Linked DNA regions of Triticum aestivum: region 1 is linked to region 2. Evidence: chromatin contacts called from public Hi-C data. All regions are on one chromosome and are shown on one strand. Each heading gives the region's core, a stretch centred on a gene start, on an enhancer-like site or on the middle of the called end of the contact. The rest is flanking DNA. Distances are from core to core; before and after follow the strand shown.

Region 1 (4,348 bases), core at 1,637-4,136, 440 kb before region 2:
TTTTCCTTGGAATCCTTGTTCCCACGTTTTTCCTATAAAAATCCTTCAAACCGAATGAGGCCTTAACATGAAATAAAGCTTATAATAGGGTGGAGTGGCACTTCCTACAAAGGATGATGAAGATGGGCTTTGAGGATCATGGCAGTTATGAAATGTGTCACACCAGCGTGGTTGTCGAGTCACTTTCACGTTTACTAGCTGCGTTTGTTTAGTTGTCGAGCCACTTTCACGTTTCTGCCATCCCAATTCAGACGGCTGCTTTTAGTTCTGCACAACGAGCAGCCATATTAAGCCTGTTTGCGTTCGTCTGCAGCCGAGTTCAGAAAAGAATCCAAAATTGCAGGGATATTTTTTAGAAACAAAGAGCAATGGAAAAAAAACACTTTAAAAATATTAACTGAGCAAGGGAAGAAACTTTTGGGACATGCAAAAGTGAACTTAAATGGTCACAAACAAAACCCAGAGATGCCACACATAACTAATACCTGGACGGTTTCCATCAACATTCCAAAGAAAGTGCCACCCAAGCAACGACAATACATGGGAAACACAAAACAAAAGAAGATCTGGTGGATGCCTATCAAGTCTGGCAATTTTTTGCGATAAATTGCACAAGCTGGCGAACAAACAAAGAGTCTGCAGCATCATCATTTGATGTTCATTGTTTCAACATAAATCCCTGAACAAGTTCTTTGCCGCCAGAGCGGTCGCCCTTCCTTAACCATAGTTCAGGCGGAACATGTCGTTCTGCACGTAGAAGCTCCCTCCAGCTGGCAGCAAATGGAACATCTGCAAATACAGTGGATCACAAGGTTAGAAAAGACTCCAAATCCTTGTATGAAGGACAACTAAGAAAATTTCCCTTGAGATCAGAAAGACAAGAACATAACAATGTACTTCCATGCAACCTCTCAAACCCGTTAAGACACAGACCTGCTACCAGGAAGAAAAACCATCCTAATAGGCAAATGGACACAGACATAGTGAATTAAAGAGCTACACTCTTCTAAGGACCAGTAACAAATCACATTGATCAAGGACCATCTAAGAGTCCCACTGTTCAATAAAAAAGGCAGCATAAGCGTCATAAAGCATGGAACTGTTGAACTGAGTGGCTAAGAGGTGTAATGGGTTACAAATTACTTACATGTGCATCAAGGTTAGATTTGGAAAACTACATATTACCCATAAAAAAGCTGGACTTGCAATTATAGCATGTATCATCACCAGCGACCTATTTAAGATAAAACTACACATAAACAGCGGGTGAATTGTTTCATTAGCAAACAATAGGTTTTATACTCGCTCCATCCCGTAATGTAAGGTGTTATTACAACCGATATACTTACATATTGGTTGTAATAACAACTTATATTACGGGACAGAGCGAGTATTTGTTATTCTAAACGACCACCTAATTATGAATAGAGCACACTATCGTCACATAAACAGTGCATGGTGAAAGGAATTCTGATAAGGAAGCAATGAAACTTCAATAGAAGAAGTGCGCTAGCTACACTAATCCAACATATGACTCTGGAACATATAACCTCACCCCTCTTTCCCAAGGCATGGCCAAAACATAACTCTAGTTCATAGCAACTAGGAAAGTGATGCTCACATTATCAGTATCACAAATTAAGAAAAGGAGCAACACTACAGCAAATATCGTACTGATGCAACAGAGCAATGCATATTATCTATTCACATCAAGAAACAACCACATCAGTACTCACTAACATGGCAATCACTACATATGGCCAAATCCAGCAACCAAGAGCCATAACTGAGCCAACAAAAAAAAAATTAAGATCACACTTGGAAACACAACAGTGATAGATGGACAGAAATATCCATTCATACTGCAAAGCATGGTCCTAGAGAATGAAATAATTTAGAGCAATCAGTAACAAAGAGCGATCAGCACCAAACTACAGGCCAGTATATACTGAATAATGATCAATTTTTAGGACAGACTAAAATCCCAACAGATCTTGTAAAGAACTACACGCACTGAAATTACCTCAAGGAAAAGTAAATCTGAAAACGTGCCTACGAAACAAAAGAACTGCCAAAAGGAGATCCCAAGGACGATGCCTACAAGGGAATGACACGGTTCCGGGATAAAGATCTATAAATGTCCACTTGTCGGATACAAGTCTCCAGGTCCAAACAAATCTAGCATAGCCTAATTAATCAAGTACCATCTAGTGATGAGACAGGGATATAGATTAATTTGATAGACCCCACCGATCATGATAGCAAAGCATAGATCACAGAAACGAAATTGAGGGCCTTCCACTCCTAGGGAAGGAGTACCGTATGATTTGCGAATTTGGAACCAAACGAAGGATCGCAGTGGTAATCACAGTTAATAGGATCAGATCAGCACATACGAGAACCAAACAAGAGAAATATTGGATGAGGGGACGGGCGAGATGGAGCGAATCGTGTGGGTGGTGCAGACCTGTGAGAACTTGAGGGGGTGCTCGCCGGGGCCGGTGGTGATGGTGCCGGAGACGAAGACGAGGACGCCGCCCTGGGGCCCCGAGGGCTGGCAGTCGACGGTGTCGATCTTGTGCTGGCACTGCTGGAAGGGGAGAGATCCGAGCTTGCCGGCGATGGCGGCGGGGCCGCCGAACTTCTCGCCCTCGAAGGTGAGCATGGAGCCGTCCTGGTACAGCCCCACCAGCGCGGCGCGGTTGGAGTCGAACGTGTGGTAGTAGTGCTGCACGAACGCCTTCGAGACCGAATCGGGATCCATGGCCTCTCCCTCCTCGCCTCGCCTCGCCTAGGGTTTGGAGCTCTGGATGCGTAGGCTTTGGGCGTTGGGAGCCGGAGTTTGGTAAGTGGGGAGAGAGGGGTTCGTGAGGGGAATAATAATTGCTGGCGATTTGGATGGGGATGGCCGGGGGTGGGGTGGGGCTTGGCGTGGGAAGGACGCTACGCTGTAGGGGCTGGGCCCGTCGATGGACGAATGCAGCGCTGGGCTAGTTTTCCGCTTTTTGGGAGATGCGGCGTTGGGGGTGCCCTATGTCTCGCATTAAGCGGGAGAGGAGCGAACCGAACCCCTCGCTGAAGGCAAATGCCACTTGGCCCGGCCCACGCGCGCGGGATACACCAGCCTGTTTTTTGCTTTTTCACGTTTTTTGATTTTGTTTTTTCTTTTGTTTATTTATACTTTATAATATTCTATATATATATTACAAAAAAATACTCTTTAGAAACAAATTTGAAAAATGTTAAATAAGTATTAAAAAATATTGCACAAGAATTTGAAAAATGTTGAACAAGTATTTGAAAAATGTTGAATAAGTATTTTAAATGTGGATCAAGTATTCAAAAAATGTTGAATAAGTATTAAAAAATTGAACAAGAATTTGGAAAATGTTGAATCAATACTAAAATGTTGAGCAATTATTAAAAAATGTTGAATAAGCATTCCTACAATGTTGAAGGTATATACAAAATATGTTGATCACTTATTAAAAAATGTTTTTGACATATACGAAAATGCAGACTGAAAACGAAAACAAACAAAAGAAAAACAAATAATGGAGAAGAAAACAGGAAACCAAACAAATATTTGAAAAAATGTTGAACAAATATTTGAAAAATATTGAAAAAGTATTTAAGAAAATGTTGATCATGTATATAAAAATGGTGTACAAGTATTTTAAAAAATATTGAAAAAGTATTTGAAAAACTTTGAACAAGTATGTGAAAAAATGGTGAACAAGTATTTGAAAATAATGTTAATCCTGTATTTAAAAAATGTAAAAATTGTGTATAAAAAAATATTTACCATGTATTACAAAAATGTATGATTTGTATTGAAAAAGTGCTAGACGTGTATTAGAAAAATGTTGTTGACATATACAAAGAGTGTAGAATAATAACCAAAAGAACAAAGAAAACCAAAATTAGAAACAAAATAAAAAATGAAGAAACACAATGCAAAAATGAATGAAAAAGAAGGAAACAAAAATGGAGAAGAAAAAGAAAAAACAAAAAAAGGAAAAAGGAAAAATCCCAAAGAAATAGGTTGCTCTAGCATCAAGTAGAACGCGCCCCTTGTTGTTACCACGAAAGGAACTTGGGTGGAGTGTTTAGCGCGGCGCGCGTTCTCCCTGGAGACCCCAGTTTGATCCCTCTGTCTCACATTTCTTTGCTCTTTTACACTGTGCGCGCATGGATGGGCCGACCCAATATGACGCGAGGGGAGAAAAAGCTTCAGCGAGAGATGTTGCTTGTATCGCTTAAGGCGATAAATAGTCGCCGCGGCGGCGTTGGGCTAGTCTCCTTTTCCTTTTGGAAAGTTGGGGTAGTTATCCATGGGCCTATAATG
Region 2 (3,856 bases), core at 1,126-3,625:
AGCCATGCTGAGTTGTCGGCGATGAAGCTGAGCGCTCCAAAACGGATCTCACCGCTGACTAACATGATGATGACGATGAAATTCTACCCATGCTATAAAATTGCTAGACGCGCAACCCCACAGTGGGCGCCAACTGTTGGGGTTACGATCCTGACAATGAGTACTAGGGATATGAAAGACGGGCGGAGCCTAGCTACGGTGCAGATGTAACATTCGATATTTATGAGTTCAGGACCCTCTCGGAGGAGGTAACAACCCTATGTCTCGTACCATGAGGCTTGTTTTCTCTTGGGGTTATGATTCCAAAGAGTGCTTAACCCTTGCTCAGGAGGAAGAGGGCAACTTATATAGAGTGCGCCGCATCCTCTTTACTCCCACGATGCAAGGGTGGTTTAATAGATATAACTATGAAAGTTATTAGTGTTAATAGCCACAACTACGACAGTTACAGATAACCATGACTATGCTTAAAGTCCGACTTCAGACTACTCAACCATTGCAGTTCTCACGTCGTCCTTTCACCTTCTTTGTCTGGGTGGTGATGGTTGGGTCGACTGGAGGAAAGACGTTCGAGTGTTGTCGGTGCGTCCGAGTGGACTTCTTGTTATATGCATCCGAATGTGTCTATGGTCTAGAGACGTGTCAACAATGGTGTGGGCCCCTAGGTGGGCCTTAGATGTTAGGTCCTTGACCCTACTTGTAGTAGGTGACCTCATCACTAACCAATGATCATGAACTCATACCCTTTCATACTACGACATCAATATAATTAAAACATACGTTTCATATTTAGTGATCTACATGAAAGTTTTTATTATACCATCCTTAAATACCTATCCTTTTTGGACTAGTCTTATAACCCGTGCTCATTACCACTTCCTATTTAAAGACTCTCAAAATGATTTAAGCGAAGCATAAGCGTGCAATCATTTCTATAAAATATGAACACCGTTGTGCTCTAACATATATAAGTGAAGCTTATAGAGTATTCTAACAAATTGCAATGAATGTATGTCTTTCTCAGAAGGTGTGTCTAGCAAACAATGATTGTGGCAAACTAACAAGCAAACAAAAATAAAACTTTGGCACAAGATGCTGCAAATAGAACTCATATCATGTGATAAATAAACATATAGCTTCAAGTAATATATTGATAGATTATAGACGAAAGAGGGGATGCCATCTGGGTCATCCCAAGTTTAGACGATTGTGTTTTCCTTGAATATTACCTGGGGGAACTTCCGACCGGTTGTTAACGACCGTTAACGGTGCGCCGTCAACGCTATCGGCCAGCAAGCGATCAGCCACGTGAAAACGAGCTCAAAATTTTGCTCCGTGTTTTTTGCCACTGCAAAATGTCACGAATCATAAACTGATGATTTTTCACTAATCATGACATGAAAGTGGTGGCTCTGTGCATAACTCCATCACGGATCATCTTTTTTCTTTCTTTATTATTTTCCTCTTTTTTCTCTTTTTCTCCACCAATCACATGCATGTGACCGTACGTGTAGGAGAAAATAGTGAGACATGACTGCATGGATGAACAGATAAAAAGTCAAAACAAACACGTCTGGACACTGATCAGGCATGTCCGCAAACGTTTTTTTTTTGAACATCAGTATAGACATAAGCGCTCATATACGCACACCCTATGAACGCATCGACGGGAACGTCTACTCCCACTAAATGCGCATCGCCGGAAATTGCGAGCACCAGGATTTGAACCCTGATTGGCTGGGTATACCACAGTCCCTCTAACCATCCAACCACAGGTTGGTTTACACGTCCGCAGACGTTTGAAGGGTCAAATTTGCTCGGTCCAGATGTAGATGAGCATAGTATGTTCATCCAGTGTTGCTAAACTGAATTAAGCTTCACCAGAAATAAGCGTAAACTCTAACTTAAACTCCATGCGCTGCCATCATCAGTTGATAGTTTTTCGAATTTTTTTTTCATTTTAATTAAATGAAAGGGCCGTTTTCCGTCATCCCGTGATGACCCCTCCTGAATCGTAGAGTAGATCGTAGAAAAGGAAGAAGGGGAAATAATATGAGAAAGAAACAGGCCACGCCGGGCTAAAGCACGCTAGGCGACGTGCGGGCGCCGAATTGTTTAGCCCCGGGCAGGGACAGCGAAACAACCCTACGCCGCTTAAACCGCACAGAAACGACCATTTCTCGTGGCCCGTCCCGTCCCCTGCCTTTGGAGTTTTCCGCCACCGCTGCCGGTGACGGAACACTCGTGGAATCCACATCCACACGTTTCGCCGGTCGCGAGATGGGCCTTGCCCCGCGCCGCCGCCCACCCAATTCCCATCCACACCCTCGGCTCATCACTGTCTCCCCGATGCGCACCATCGTCACCTGCGACCCGCCTCGTGCCCGCCTGCTGTGCCCATCCACCGCGCAGCGCGCATCGGAGCGCACAGTGTCGTGTCAAAGTCCGGGCTTGTCGCCTTGCCTCCCTCCTCTCGCCATCTCCCACGCGGGCCTACTACCCACCGGCTGCCGCCTCCCATCCCAGAGAAAAACGAGCTCAAATCCGCTGTTTTTTCTTTTCTCGACTTGCTCCTGCTCGCTCGGCCCTGGCCATTTATGCGCGGACACACGTTCTTCTCAGCAATAAACAACGCCAGCGGGGCCGATCGTTGCTCGTTCCGCATCCCGATCCGCGGCTCCTCATCAAGAGTCGTCGTCGTCACTCCGGCTCCTCGCGGCCGGTTCTTTGCTTGCCTCCAAGAAACCGTCGGCTTGGCTTCTCATTCCCGTCCCAAATCCGTCCTGTTAATAGGCCCAGCTCAGCTTCTTGCATTAGCTTCTTCTCGGGGCGGACTCTAGTTCTAGTGTGTTGATTTGGATTGGAGTTTTGGGGCAGGTGCTGCAAGCAATGGCGGAGGTGCGGAGCCGGGTGCGGGGGTTCCTGCGGAACCGGTGGCTGGTGTTCGTGGCGGCGATGTGGATGCAGTCGGTCGCCGGGGTGGGGTACCTGTTCGGCAGCCTGTCGCCGGCGATCAAGTCCTCGCTTGGCTACAACCAGCGCCAGGTGGCCAGCCTCGGCGTCGCCAAGGATCTGGGAGACAGCGTCGGCTTCCTCGCCGGCACGCTCTGCGCCGTGCTCCCGCTCTGGGCCGCGCTCCTCATCGGCGCCGCGCAGAACCTCGTCGGATACGGCTGGGTCTGGCTCGCCGTCACCCACCGCGTCCCCGTGCCACCGCTCTGGGCGGTAAGATCCGTCACCTGCCCCTCCAATCATTATAGTCCTCCCATTTGCTTCTCCTTTCTGCAATAGCCATAGCCGCATCAAACCTTCCTGTTCTTGGAGCCTCATGTGCTACTGCAGATTGAGCTGGGTTTTTTCTCTTCTAATGCTAAGAAAATTCCCTGTGACTTTTGTGCTAATTGAAGCGTGCACGATGCTGTGGTGGAAGAAACTCATGTTCTACTGTGCTTCGTATAATTATTAAGTTGTACGGTTGAAGCTTCTGGATTTGGACTGAAAACTAATCATGTCTTCTTCCTTCAATTATGCTACTGTATGTATGTACTAGTTCCCTTTAGTGAACACGCGAGACCAGTTTGCTCATCATCTGAAAGCAAACATGGGTCAGTCAATCACGCATCCTAACTGCACGCCTGTCCCCAATGATGGAGAGTCGCTATTCGACTTCCATTTACAGAAGAGAAGGTGGTGAATTCCTTATTTTGGAACACAGTTGCTGTTGGACTTCAATGTTTTCTGTTCCTCCAAAATGTTGAAAGCTATGTTCAGAAATATTTGCCAGATTTTTATTGGCTCAAAACAGTTAAAACTGTTTCTGCTGTGTGTACTAAGAATATTCTAACACACAGCATGT

The links. Hi-C and Micro-C count contacts between places; a contact is called where the count stands out from the background.
Region 1: a Hi-C map of leaf shows a contact between it and region 2, with 3 times the contacts expected there. The contact joins the promoter of LOC123151937 here to the promoter of LOC123151929 in region 2. A contact is called at or near these places in 2 of 5 Hi-C or Micro-C datasets (both in leaf).

Annotation. Positions count from the first base shown.
Region 1 is chr7A:262,936,976-262,941,323 of IWGSC CS RefSeq v2.1, reverse strand. LOC123151937 (nuclear transport factor 2) reads right to left here and starts at 2,886. Exons shown (of 2, transcript XM_044571565.1): 1 at 2,468-2,886; 2 at 444-789. The coding sequence starts at 2,764. The coding sequence ends at 718.
Region 2 is chr7A:262,496,943-262,500,798 of IWGSC CS RefSeq v2.1, reverse strand. LOC123151929 (protein NUCLEAR FUSION DEFECTIVE 4) reads left to right here and starts at 2,375. Exons shown (of 3, transcript XM_044571558.1): 1 at 2,375-3,225. The coding sequence starts at 2,890.